2 separate regions of the Mus musculus genome follow, and region 1 is linked to region 2. A link is a contact called in public promoter capture Hi-C data. All regions are on one chromosome and are shown on one strand. The core of a region is the stretch at or near the end of the contact, and the rest is flanking DNA. Distances in the headings are between cores, read along the strand shown. Region 1 overlaps Pknox1 (Pbx/knotted 1 homeobox). Region 2 holds the start of Ndufv3 (NADH:ubiquinone oxidoreductase core subunit V3).

Region 1 (3,841 bases), core at 1,178-3,677, 88 kb after region 2:
GGCTGCAGAGCGAGAGGGCTCTGGCCCCGGTGGGCTGTGGGTGCCCACCACACACTTCAGTTCTCTCAGGCAGCATTTGCCTGTTTCATTTGCTATATAGAAAAAGAAACTCCTATTTTTACCTTGCTGGGATTATTGGATAAAAAGCTATTTTTATAAATCAGTTATTAATTGGATTATGACTATATTGAGGATAAATTTCTAGAGAAGCAACAGCACATGCTTGTCTTTCGATTCGGAATGTTCTGAAAGGCGGCCACCTGCTCATGGTCTCCTGCTCTCTGGGGAGGAGAGGGCTCGCCTCAGCTGCTAAAAGGAAACAACTGTCAAGTGAGCTTTTGACATCTCCAGTTTCTGCTCATGTGTGATGCAGACTGCTACATTTTACACTCGCTAGAGCATCTTACACAGTGTACTCAGTAGGACGTACGGTAAGTGAGGGCTCTGCCACGCCTAGTCTGACTGCAGTTCCATGGCTGCCTGGCTATGTTAACTGGGTGGTAATTTTAGATTTTTTTTTTTTAGTTAAAACCTGTTATATAGAGAATGTTTATTATAAACTAATATAAAGTGTGTTCTGCCCCACTGGCTCAGAGCTGGTGTAAACAGCAAACACCTAAACTGTCTTTCTTACTGGCAGACACCTAGAAGTTAGAACCATGGCTGTAACGTGGCGGTGGGGCCCACTGGTGGCTCTCACTGTCACTCACTCTCCAGGCTCCTCCCCCTCTCTGTTACCACTACAGACTCAGGACAGTTTGAGGACCTCATTTCTGAGTGTCAAGGCTGAGATTTGGTTTGGTTTGTTTGGGTCTACTTGGGAAGCTTTTTCTTAGGAAACAGGCATCTGTCTTCACAGTGGTACCTAGGCCACCTGCAGATAGGGAACAGCTGTCTAGGGGTCCCTGCCTTGGGCCCCACGGTTACCCCACGGTTACCTCTTTAGCTAATTCAGGAATAGTTCACCATCACCCCAAATGTCTTGATTCTCTTCAGCCATTGAGCACACCTGAACAGCCAAGTAGTCAGCAAAAAGAATGGGGGCTCCGTTTGAACCACTTAAGGTGCGTCCAAGACAGCAAAATAAAACCCCCAGAACTTGCCAGCAACTCCTTTGAGGAGAGAATACTATTTCAAGCAGTCTTTCCCTTACCTATTTACAAACTGTTTTAACAGTTTAAGTCCGGCATACAAAAGCCTGCACGATCAGCTGGCTCTATTAGGTTTAGAGCAGAAGTACATCTCTCTTGTGAGCCCTGCAGAGCTCTGCCAGTCCCCAAAATGGAAGCACAGCCCCTGCTGCACCAGCTGGTGGCGCTCTAGCTGGGATTCGAACACCATGCTCTACCGTGTCCTTTCCAGTTGAAATCATCTTTCCTAAGCACAGAACTCTAGCCTGCTAAATCAAAGGAATATCATGAAGATCGTAAGAGAACCCCAGGCACGGTGACACACTCCTGTAATCCCAACACTCAGGAACCTGAGACAGGAGGCAAGCCTGGGCTACTTGACCCTGTCTTAAAAAAAAAAAGCTAGTAAAAGAGCTGGCACAGGGTCATATCCTTTCACCTCCCCGTGCACAGAGATGCTTTTAAGTGCTCCCCATGAGGCGAGCCATGCTGGTTCATAGAGTCCCTGCCCAGCAGATTTGGTGTCTGCCAGTTGCACCTTTGAGACACCTGCTTGCTGGGCACAATGGCATATTCCTGTAAACAAGCACTTAGGAGGCTGAAGCAGGAGGATTGCTGCAAGGTCGAGTTGGCCTCTGGTGTGTAGTGAAACCCAGTTTCAAAAAAAAAAAAAAAAAATCGAGCAAAACTCCTGCTCGCCTTTCCTTGGCCAGTGCAGAAAACCTTTGAGCTTTGTTTAAATGGTCAGACTCCCAAACATTGGAGCCTTTTGAATGTGTTCTGAGACCTACAGTCAACTCGTGTCATTCCTGCTGTTTGGCTGTCTAGCAGAAATCTAGACTGGCTGACCCACTCCTCCGGTGGGCTCAGGTTTTCTGCTTTCTTGATTCCAGATTGTCAAATAGAAGTGTATATGCAATATGCACTGTGACCCTTGCGGCTAGGGCTGACGGGCCACTGTGTAGCCTGCTGGGTGGCCAGTGCACCTGTGGGGGCAGCGGGAGACTTGCTCCTCCCCCATGGCTGGCAGGGAAATGCCCATCCCAGAGGCCCCTCCCGCAGGTTGTGACTGGAACACAGCAGGCTGCCTTCTTCAGTTAAGTTCGGTCTTTGAAACTGACAATCTTTAAAATGTGAATACTGTAACAATATGTTTTCTTGGATTGTTGTCTTTAAAAGGATTTTTGTGAAGCAATTGATTTATCAAAGAAAAAAAAAATTAAAACCAGAAACATGCCTTGTGGACGATTGATTCTGTAAAGCTTGTGCCACCAAAGTGGACTTTGTCACTCCTAGGCAAGATCCTCAAGATTGCCACACACCTTGCAGTGACACCAGGGTGGGGAGTTGAGGCTACCCTAGCTGTTTGGCTTCAATTAGTTGACATTTTCTCAAGGAAAAAAAAAACTGCAAAGCAGATTTTTCATCGTAACATTTCATACACTGGATTATTTTGGCCTAACAAGAGAATGATTGATGGGTCCAGACCTGTCACCTTTGCTGGTCCCACACTGTAAAACCCCTTGCAAGGTGCCCCTGGACACGTGCAGGAGGTGTTGCAGGTCCCCAGTTTGTGCTTGGAACCGTGGACCAACAGGCTGTTTTCCTTCAGAAGTGTATCTAAGGGCCAGGGGTGATGCTCTCAGTTGGTATAGCGCTTGCCTGGCATGCACAGAACCCTGGGTTCAGTGGCCAGCACCCCATAATCCGGGCAATTGGGAGTAGAGGGTCAGAAAAGCAGAAGTCCAAGCTCAAAGTCGACTGCTTCCTAAGTCTGAGACAGGACAGACCATGTCTCAAAAGAACATCTGAAATTGACTTTGGGTGGCCAATGGCTGGAAGCATTTGACTTTCAGAAGGTGGAGATATGTGTCCTTGAACTCTGCTGTCCAAGGTGGATAGATAAGACCTTGGGCCACCAGTACCAGGCTCTCAAGGGTTTCCTTTGTGAGAAGGGAAAGTCTGGCTTACAGGTTTCACCAAGCTTGAAAATGATGTCTGTGGCTAACAAGACCCAACACGCCTATTTAGACAGAAACAAGCAGAGCAACGGTGGCCTAGCAGACACCACAGGTAGGTGACATGTTCAGATTAAAGCTTAGGGATTTGCATTTTGTTGATTTATACAGTGCTTAGCCCACAAGCCTTTCTATGAACTCAGAGGAAGCCCTGGTGTCATAGTTATATGTCTTTGTACAGTTAGAACTCTAGTCTTTGCTGTGTCCTATGAGCCCCACCCCCTTTTTCAGACCTAAATGTTGCCAGATATAGTGGCTCATGCTGATAATCCCAGTATCTAGGGTGCTGAGGCAGTGGAATTGCAGTTTCAAAAACAGCCTGGGCACATGGGACTGTGCCCAGTCGGGTATGGGGGTCCCTGGAATGAAGGTCCTTGAAGCTGGATGGGTAAGGATTCAGCGGTGACAAACAGAAACAAACACAGAGGCAGATGGAATCTGAGTGTATTCTGCAGCTCTCAAGCAGGGGATTTTATACATTAAAAAACCAAATGTTACATCTCTTAGAAGCTATAGCCAGTGAGACAATCACAAATACCAACAAAAGCCGGGCGGCGGTAGTGCACACCTTCAATCCCAGCACTTGGGAGGCAGAGACAGGCGGATTTCTGAGTTCGAGGCCAGCCTGATCTACAAAGTGAGTTCCAGGACAGCCAGGGCTACACAGAAAACCCTGTCTCGAAAAAACCAAAA
Region 2 (4,056 bases), core at 979-3,478:
ATTCCAGGACAGCCAGGGCTACACAGAGAAACCCTGTCTTGAAAGAGAGAGAGAGAGAGGGAGAGAGAGAGAGAGAAGAGAAGAGAAGAGAAGAGAAGAGAAGAGAAAGAAGAAAGAAGAGAAGAGAAGAGAAGAGAAGAGAAGAGAAGAGAAGAGAAGAGAAGAGAAGAGAAGAGAAGAGAAGACTGGAGAGATGGCTGAGATGGCTTAGAGGTAAAGAGCACCATCTGCTCTTCCAGAGGTCCTGAGTTCAATTCCCAGCAACCACATGGTGGCTCACAACCATCTGTAACGGGATCTGATGTTCTCTTCTGAAGACAGGGACAGTGTACTCACATACATAAAATAAATACATCTTTAAAAGAAAAGAAACAAAGAAACAAAAGAGGAAGGAGGGAAAGACAGATTCCTAAGGAGAGTAAGTTCAAGGACAGCCTAGGCTACATAGGGAGACTTTGTCTTAAAAACAAAACAAAACAAAACAAAACAAAACCCTCCAAATCAACCAAGGCAATCACCCTCAAAACATCACACACTTCTTATGAGAATTACCAGGTTCCCATAGTAGCTATATTAGTCCCTTCCAAGAGCTGTACCCATAGTGAGGAATTACTTTCCATGGGCTCCACCTCTTACTACACCCATAATAATGGATTACTTCCCACAGCCCCACCTCTTATTGCTTCTAGTCCTTCACCATCACCCTGGAGACCAAGAACTTCCAGCTCATGAGCCCTCGGAGGGCAAATGCATACAGCTCTCCCACTGAGTAGTCTTTCCCTTGCATTTGTTCTTGCATCTCCCAGTTCCTCCAGCGTCTAAACTGGTCGGCTGTGAGAAGTGGAGGTTTTGAGTCCTATGGTTTTACAGCTCCAACTCCAGTCCCACAAAGGACAGGTGGTACCCGTTCCCCTCAGTATTATTTACTCACCTCTAAAGCATGCAAGTGTCCCCTGGAGACAAGAGTAGGTGAAGAAGGACAATTATTTGTGTGGTAGATCGAGCTTCTTCTCAGCCCACAGTGTCCGTAGCAATCTCATGTCACAGAAACCTTTCCCATTCTCAGATCTAGAAGATGCTCTCACATGGGCTGTCTCCAGTCTTCAGAGGCCTGCAATGCACTCTGTCTCTGGAGCCTGAACACTCCTTGGAGCTCCCGTCATGCCATTGTCCCCCTGACAGCCTGGACACAGCATTAACAGCTCTAATATTTTTTTTTCTTCTCAGTAATTCATTTCATTGTTCTGAATCCTTTCACTGACATTGAATTTTCCTTGGTGGAAAATTGGAGGTATAGACATAACCATCTATGTGAAATACTTACTGTGCACTGGGCAAACGTGTGCGAGGGGCCACCAATCAATCAGTGGGAAGAGGAATTCCAATAACACATACTGTAACACAGCTGTGCCTTAGATATGGTTCTCCAAAAAGCTTTGTGTGTTAAAGGCTTGGTCCTCAACTGGTGAAGTTGGGTGTGCATGTGTGTGAGTATATATATATATATGTGTGTGTGTGTGTGTGTGTGTGTGTGTGTGTATAATAGGGACAAATGACAGGTACTTTTCTTTCTCCTCCCCCCCCCCCACACTTAATTGTTATATATAAGTATACTGTAGCTATTTTCAGACACCAGAAGAGGGCATCAGATCTCACTATAGAGGGTTATGAGCCACTATGTGGTTGCTGGGATTTGAGCTCATGACCTCTGGAAGAGCTGTCAGTGCTCTTAATCGCTGAGCCATCTCTCTAGCCCCAAGTTTATCTATTGATTACAAACAATCTTTACAGTTACTCTGTAAAAGAGCAGGCTGTCTTTGAACTAGCCCTACTGCTGGTATGGTAGGTGGGCACCTCCATGCCCAGCTTCTGGTTTGTTTGTTCAAGACCACGCCCCTACTGGGCAAGCGCACTACCACCGAGTTGTATCTCCAAGAAACAACAAACTCACAAAGATCTCACCAAACACAGAAGTCTCTCAAGTCGAACCAGAAACGCAAAGGACATGATTCTAGCTGTGCAATTTTGGTAGGTTACAGACCAGAGTTAAGGGCGAGATCAGGGCAAGGTGGGCAGGCCCAAATCGGAGGGGCGGGACTTTCAGCGGGATCTACCCAGGGGAGGACCCCACGCTTTCCCGAACCCGGAATTGGTGGACTCAGTTAGGGGCGTGGCCTTAAGGAGCCCTCCCAGAATGCGCGCGCAAACGCTTGGGTCCACCATGGTGTGCGATTGGTGAACGTGGACGCGGGGCGGAGCCTGGGGTGGTGCGTGTGCACAAGTAGGTCACGTACCTAAGTGCGACCTCCGCTCTTGGCATTTGTGCCATGGCGGTCTCTCTCCTCCTGCGGGGAGGACGGATCCGGGCGCTGAAGGTAAAGGGCTAACGGGCGGGACATACCGGGCCCTTAGCCTGACCCTTAACTGCACCCGTGGGCCCGGTGCGGAGAGGGGTCCTAGGGCCTGTGCTCACCTGACCCGGACAGAAGGGTTTTCTCTGCAGGAGTGAAACCGAGTCACTGAGGCTGTTTTTAAAACGAAACCTGGCTTTCTCTGCAAAACTAGTATTGGGTTTTGTTTGGGTTGGGTTCGGTGGATGGAACCTAGGGCCCTGCGCTTGCTTGTCAAGAGCTGTCATTGAACTGGCCCCAAAGCAGGAAATGCTCACAGCAATATAAAATACAGGTGACAGAGGGCTCCCGTCGTCAAATGGGCACTGTTTAATTATTCCTTCAGGTATATTGCTCCCAGCGATTTTTTTCCAGCGTGTATCGGTACACATAATTTGTACACACACGGAGAATCATCAGTATAAATAGAAGTTTTCCGGTTCTTTTGCTCCACCCCCCAACCCCCTCCCTAGCATGAAGCATCCTAGGATCTAACACATACCTTAGCGGTTGCCGGCTGAATTACAATAAGATTCTTCTCAAATTGTAACACTTCTGAAGCAATTATCTACATCCTATTTACTAGTAGATAGTGTTTCTGCAACTTTACTAACTGTAGGGAGATAATTTTGCAAAAAGAAACATAGTATTTTGTAAAGTAACAAAATAGCCAGTAGAGTAAACTGGCTGCCCTGTATTAAGACCCAGGAGTCTTGGGCTGAGAGCCAACTGGGCCTTGCATCCAGGATCCAGGCCTGAGTGTTACAGCCGGCATGATGGCTGCCATCCAGAGGCCAGCACTTCCCTCCCCCCTCCCCCATGCTAACACAGGCTCCCCCCCTCCCCCCAACACAGGTCTGTCTAACTGAGGCTTTGCAGGACACGTGACAGCAAGAGCTTTTCTCAGAAGCATCTGTCTCCCATCCTCCCAACCCCTGAGCCCCAGGTTTCTGCAGAACATAGAACCAGGCTCTTCTCCAAGATATCCTGAAGCTTTGTATAACGAAGCTGGCAAAGTCTTTATTTTTAATAAAAACTTTCCAAGTGCCTATTTTGGGAAATTTCTGCAAAGATTAGGGAAATAAAGTTGTTTTCATTTACCCAGATGCTAATAGTGATTTTCCTGGAACTTGGGGTATATTTTTCTTGCAGCTTTTGGGGTATTTGTCAGAGCATTCATAATTCCCATATGTTATGACCATTGTAATAAGTGTGCCATGTGAATATGAATATATAATACATTGTAATGGCTGTTATCGAAGTGAGTATCTTTGCTTGTCTGCTCTCCCCAGGCTGTGCTCCTGGAGGCAAGGGTGTTCCCGGGAGAACTGGTTTCTGTAGTGAGGCTGTCTACAGAGTCAGAGAAGAGTGCAAAGGAGAAAGAGCTACATCCCAAGACACAAAGTGTGCTCAAAGGTGAGATGTTAAATATGATCTCGGGGGTGTGGGGGAGGCAAAGAACGAAAAGTCAGTAGCATGAAGTGAGGTGGGCCAGACGCATAACCTAAGACTTCAGCTCACAGTGAGATGGAAGATTGGACCTCACTGGTAATACAAAGGCTTTGACTCTATGTTAGCTCTAGATATGGAGTAGTGCTTCCTAAATGGCCAACCCAGCAGGGAGAACAGAAGGGCGCTGGCATTTCCAAGGCCCTCAGGAACACAC

The links. Promoter capture Hi-C pulls out the DNA fragments that hold promoters and counts their contacts.
Region 1: a promoter capture Hi-C map of liver shows a contact between it and region 2. The contact joins the enhancer-like site here to the promoter of Ndufv3 in region 2. A contact is called at or near these places in 1 of 39 promoter capture datasets (liver), 1 of 15 datasets of contacts at CTCF or cohesin (the NIH/3T3 cell line), 11 of 484 Hi-C or Micro-C datasets (bone marrow-derived macrophages, cerebellum, colorectal tumor organoids and 2 more), 14 of 115 datasets of contacts at active chromatin or transcription factors (the 230-238 cell line, CD8 T cells, the HPC-7 cell line and 7 more) and 4 of 9 other capture datasets (adipose tissue, embryonic stem cells, liver and 1 more).

The regions. Positions count from the first base shown.
Region 1 is chr17:31,605,319-31,609,159 of GRCm38.p6, forward strand. It overlaps Pknox1 (Pbx/knotted 1 homeobox), which reads left to right. Exons shown (of 11, transcript NM_016670.3): 11 at 1-2,375. Among named protein-coding and RNA genes, the nearest start is that of Cbs, 30 kb to the right of the region's middle. Within about 2 kb of position 2,428, at least 4 of the 459 cell types and tissues checked have an H3K27ac peak or open chromatin away from gene starts, as enhancers often do. A contact at or near this core is called in liver, where this site is marked.
Region 2 is chr17:31,517,887-31,521,942 of GRCm38.p6, forward strand. Ndufv3 (NADH:ubiquinone oxidoreductase core subunit V3) reads left to right here and starts at 2,229. Exons shown (of 4, transcript NM_030087.2): 1 at 2,229-2,375; 2 at 3,683-3,806. The coding sequence starts at 2,328. It also overlaps a transcript of Wdr4 not described here.